Regions from separate parts of the Columba livia genome. Here region 1 is linked to region 2. The links are chromatin contacts, called in public Hi-C maps. All regions are on one chromosome and are shown on one strand. The core of a region is the stretch at or near the end of the contact, and the rest is flanking DNA. Distances in the headings are between cores, read along the strand shown.

Region 1 (2,700 bases), core at 79-2,578, 56 kb after region 2:
ACAATCCAGATGCTAACTGACTCACCTGTACTGATTAAACCATTCTAAAGGGATTATCTCCATTTAATCCTTGTGGTCCTACAGCTACAAATTAGAGCAGCATTTGAAATGCACACTAGCCAACTCGACTGGTGTATTTAACTTACAGCTTCCCTACTTGCCGAGGTGCAGTCACCTCCCTTTCTTAAATGAATATCTTCCTATTGCTTCCCTTTCCAAAGCTCAAACATCACATCTGCACCTACACAATTCATCTGCTTTTGTACCATGCCCCTCCATATTCCCTTTCCAGTCTGTGTCGGCTCTTTTACCAGCTGCCCAGACTCCACCACCTTTTCACTGTGCAAATACCTCTGAGTTTGTACCCGTCCCTTCAGTATAACAAGAAGAGCATCCCTGCTCCATGAGCTGCTGCTCTGCTGGACACCCACTCCAAGCAGGGCAGGGAGAGGAAACAATCAGTCCACAATAGCAAGGCCTCTTTTGACTGTTAATATTTCTTGCAAATTTGTGTATTTAGGAAATAAAGACAAGCCTGAAGCTGTGTGATCATGGACCCCTCTTCTGTAGCTTTTTTTCTTCCATATGCTACATGTCACGTATTAGACTGCAAACTCCTTGCTCTGTGCAGTGTCTCTGTTCCCAGTTTTGTAGTTTGACACAATGAGCCTCCATCCTTCATTTCAACCTGAGTGACAGGATAATAAATACCCAGTAACAAGTAAGCCATAATGAATTTCCACATGCTTACTGAGTATATCTGAAGGAGACAGGCTGTACAACAGCATCCCTGGTGATTGCTTGAAACCTGCAGATCTAATACTCAAAACTTCTCTAAGCCTGGAAGTAAATAACCTCTCTGTGGCACTGTCCTGTGCTCTACCCACCAACTCTGCTTTCAAAAAATAATAGGCAGTAAGTGAAAATGAAAGGGTTAATTTCTTTGTGTCTCTAGTTAAGCTTTCTGGGCTATTCAGTTTCCTTTCAGACTCCAGCCCATCGGAGGCATGTGAGGTGAAGGATAGAATTACATACTGGGCATGTTTCCTGTACTTAGTGGGTGGATAGAGCACAACTTCCGCACTAATAATGTCAAGGTAATTAGGACATCCTGCAAAACCTGTAACAAGGAAGAAATAACCATTGTTTATTGTCATTTCTATTGCTGAGGTGGTAGGCTCCCCTCACAACTCTTCTTGCCTTTCGTTTTTATCCCATCTCTACTTCAGCAGAGACACAGCTGGGCCAAATACAAGAACCCCAGGATTCGCAATATGGACCTGGGATAAAATCTGATCTTATTCCCCAGCCCCACCACTTGTCTCAGCCCTGCTTAAGGGCCTGAAGCAGTCACTGTCCCTCACATAAGGCTCTGCGCTAGCAGGCTGCAGAAGCAGATCTCTGGCTTGGCAGTGAATTAGTTTATGCAGCTTGACACATTTCCAACAAGATGGATCAAGACAATGTTTTGCACACTCCTTTCTTGCACAAAGCAGACTCTAGGCCTGGCGGTCAGGACAACCCTCAGGCAGATGAAGCAGGGCTCTAGAAAGGCATCTCCCCTCTTGAGAAGAGCCCAGCATGCAACAGCTTCTTACCGGAGTCACTTCTCCAGGCTTCTGGTGGAAAGAAATGCTTCTCACTTGGATCTTGAAAGAAAAGGCACCAGCACTAACCTTCAAGCATTATGAAGGCAAACAGTCCCATCCCAGGCCACAGAGGGGGGTAAAATTGAAATAATTCTGCTCAGTGTTTCCTACTGCCACCCTTCAAAATGTCCTTTCTTTGATGTGGGCTTTGGTGGGTGCCGTTTAGAGGAGCAGAACTCTTCCTCTATCCCTTGGGAAGTCAGATTTTGGAGAGAAGTAACAAGCTTTTGTTGTGGTCAGTGAATGTAGCTGGAAAAAAAACAGGCAAGTTTTGGGTCACTGAAACTTTTTTTAGATCTCTATTTCACAAGATTTTTAGCAAGAGACAACTGACCCAACAGGTTTTCTGTGACCTGCCTCTCCTTTCACTAGAAATATGTTGAGTATTATATGTTTGCATGGGCACAATACAGGCAACGAGCTGGATGCATAGCTCAGGACTCCATGTTCACTGATGGATATGAATGGGAAATGAGACAACAGTGAGAGAACGTGCAAGCCTTTGCCTCTCAACAAAACAAAACAAAAAACTAAAAACAAACAGACAAACCAACCTACCAAAAAAACCCCTTTGCTTGTCATTTCTGTCTGCAGTGACCGCAGCCTGTGCACACACACAGATGCCAGCACAACCTGTCCCATATCACAGGAAACATCTACGTGGTCAGATGCAGACAGTCAGATGGTAGCTCAGCCCCGCTGGAGAGCTGGAAGCTGCTGGGTTCCTGAAGCCATTTAGATGCATTAGCAAGGACCATCTCACTATCACTTAAGCCTTGGCAAGGGAACGTGACTGAGCAAACATACCCTTGACCAGGGCCGCCAGCTACTAATTTGTGCATATGCTGCCCAGCTAAATGGGCCTTATGTCTGTAATGGAATACAGATAATGATCTGTTAAATTATTGCTTTTTCCTCTTGTAAGGTTTCCGGGCTGCTGGGTGCTGATGTTTGTAAGCTCCTCAAGGAAGGCAACCTTGATTTTTCCTCAGGTGGAGGATTTCAGGATGCCACGTGTCTCTTGTTTGCTCTGCCAAACAGATTTCCTAGA
Region 2 (2,700 bases), core at 92-2,591:
GGCTGAGAAAACAGAGAGGGCGAAAGGACAAAGGCGCTACCGGGAGAAATGGAGGGGAAGCAGGGATGGGAGGACAGAGAAAGGGCGGGCTGTTTTGTTTTGTTTTTTTAATCGTTTTATTATCCTCGGGTTACTCGAAAGGAAAACAGAGAACGGCAATCAAAGGGCTATAATAGACGTGGGGGAGAAGGTATTTATGTCCCCCAAGAAGCGCCCGCGTTTCCGCTATGGGTTTCCCCCTCCAGCCTCGATCTGCCCGATGGAGAGATAAACCTCCCTGCCCTGGGTGGAGGAGCGGGCACCGACCCCTCAGGTTCGGGCACCCAATACGAGTCGCCCCGTGTCACCGGGCTGAGAGCAAGGAGCGCTCCTCGCTTCTGCGGGGCTGAGTTTATTTTTCAAGCAGCCTCAATTCCTCTCGCCCCCCTCCCCTCCTGATAATGTTCGAATATTTTTCTTCTTCCCTATATATTGTTCGATTTTCGTGAGCCTCAAACGCGCGGCGGGGGTGAGCGGAAAGGCATTTGAGCTCAGCCCTCAGAGTCTATCCGGGATTTACTTCTAGTGGGTGGAAAAGAAACGAAATCCCGGCGTTACCTCCCTGCCCTGCACCAACAATCAGGCTAACTGTAGGACGGTGGCGGTGGAGGAGAGGGGACCGGAGTACGGCGAGGCCGCCGTTACCCGGAGAGGTTTCGAGGGTCAATCCACGCCGCTGCCCCCAGCCCCCGCCCCCTGCTTTCCCCGCCGACCCTCTCACCTTTCAGAAAGCAGACCCTGGCCCCGGCCTCCGGCAGGCTGGAGAGCAGAGCGTTCAGGACGATCTGGGCCGTGCTGTCCTTCTTCAGCTTCTGCCAGTGCCCCGTGCCCTGGTCCAGCACCACCACGGCTGCCAGGCGGCCGGGCGCCGCCGGTCCCTCGCCGCCGCCCAGCAGCAGCCGGGCTCGGGCCGCCGCGTCGGGTACCACGAAGTGGAGCGGCACGGCCCCGCCGCGGGCCCGCCGCATCACCACCGAGTTGAGGTTGACGTTGAGCGAGCCGCGGAGGCAGGAGGCCGAGTAGGACAGGTACGGCCGGCAGTCCAGCACCAGGCAGCGGGAGGGCTCCTTCCGCAGGAGCTTCCTCAGCTGGCGGCAGTCGAGGGATGTGACTTTCATGCCGCCGCGGGTCGCGCCCCGCCGCAGCCGGGGCAGGAGCGGGGAGAGCGGAAAAGGACGGTGCGCGCTGGGGAGTCCCGGTGCTGGCGCGGGAGCCGCAGCGCTTCGGCCAGCGACGGCAGGAGAGATAGGCGGAGACACCGCGGTACCGCGCCGAGCCCGGGCAGGGAATCCCGGCTGCCGCCACTGGGCATTTATATGAATGGGAGGCTGGGCCCTGACGACACTGCCCATATAAGGGGAGTGACGCTCCCGCCTTCCAAATATGGGCATCCCCCGCCCCGCGCCGCCAGGCGCACCGCCCCCTGGCGGGGATCCCCTCCCTCCTTCCCCGGCATCAGGCGGGGGCTGCGGCCGCGCAGGCAGTGTTAGTCAGGCTCGGAGGCAGAGGAAGCTGAAAAATGCCGCAAAAATTCTTCAGTCATCGGCCTGAGGCTCATCCCAGCATCACCCCTCTCCCCCCAGTCAAAACCGGGAAGCGTGCCGGGGGAGGGAAGGGGGTGGAGAAAGGGGAGGAAGGGCAGCACTGGACAGGCTTCTCACACCAGGTTGCAAAGGTGCTTTTAGTTCCCCTTATTCCCACTCTCATTGTGTATGTCCTTGCCCCCAGCAAAGCCCAAGCACAGGCAGGCCTGCCTGCGAGTGCACCGCTGCTCAGGGAATGGGAGCTGCCTGCTCCTAGACCCCCTCGGAAAGAGCTGGGGCCCCTGCCTGGGCGGCAGTTTGCATCAAGGCAAGAAGGTAACCGAGTGAGAAGTGTGGACTGCCTGGGGAACATCTCTGGGGATGTGGTTACCTGGCCCAAGGTTCACAGCCTGGCAGCAAAGGAGGAAACAAGGAGTAACAGCCTGGGAAAAAGCAAGATGTGCCATTTCTGCAGAATTAATGAATGCTATGGAGGGGGGGTTGTGGATGGGAGGGCTACCTGTGACAGAAAAACTGCTGGCATGGCTGTTTGAGGGATCTTATGTCCCTTTCCTTGTGGTAAATTTCTAAGCCGCAAAACTATACCTTGAGGACCTGTGAGACAGTACAGACCTCAGTCTGAGCCTGTGTCTAGAAGTCTCTACACTAAGACGCACAGGAATCAGGAAATTTGGCACTTGCCCTTTCCTTGTAGATGAGTTTTGCAAACTGACTAAAAAAGAGAACTGGAAATCCCTAGAAGAAGTTAGGCAGAAGGATGAGCTCCAGCCAAAGCAGGATTACAGCCGGGGCAGATTACAGTGGTGCTGTCTCAGAGCAGGGTGTCATTTATTCTGATGGGGCCCTGAAAGTATGTTCACCTCAACAGCAGGCAGGAAGTGCCATCCCTGCCTCAAATTGCCTGCAGCTGAAACAGAGAAGCATGAAAGAGAGTCTGCGAGGAAAATGTTCAAGCTGATCGAAAGAATAGCAACTACTGGTTTCGAAGCACCTCCTCCTCTTCCTCTTTCAACCCCACTGCAGCCCCCAGCTGGCTCCTTCTAACCTGACCCCTCCTCTGAGTCAGTCAGGGTATGAGACAGAACAAAAATAGAAATAGATTGTGGGTAGGGGCAGA

What was found. Hi-C and Micro-C count contacts between places; a contact is called where the count stands out from the background.
Region 1: a Hi-C map of liver shows a contact between it and region 2, with 1.8 times the contacts expected there. The contact joins the enhancer-like site here to the promoter of DUSP5 in region 2. A contact is called at or near these places in 2 of 2 Hi-C or Micro-C datasets (crop and liver).

Annotation. Positions count from the first base shown.
Region 1 is chr6:11,179,578-11,182,277 of bColLiv1.pat.W.v2, forward strand. The region is part of intron 2 of LOC110363304 (a long non-coding RNA gene); the gene reads right to left. Among named protein-coding and RNA genes, the nearest start is that of SMNDC1, 53 kb to the right of the region's middle. Within about 2 kb of position 1,329, at least 1 of the 3 cell types and tissues checked has an H3K27ac peak away from gene starts, as active enhancers do.
Region 2 is chr6:11,123,918-11,126,617 of bColLiv1.pat.W.v2, forward strand. DUSP5 (dual specificity phosphatase 5) reads right to left here and starts at 1,342. Exons shown (of 4, transcript XM_065067038.1): 1 at 761-1,342. The coding sequence starts at 1,157.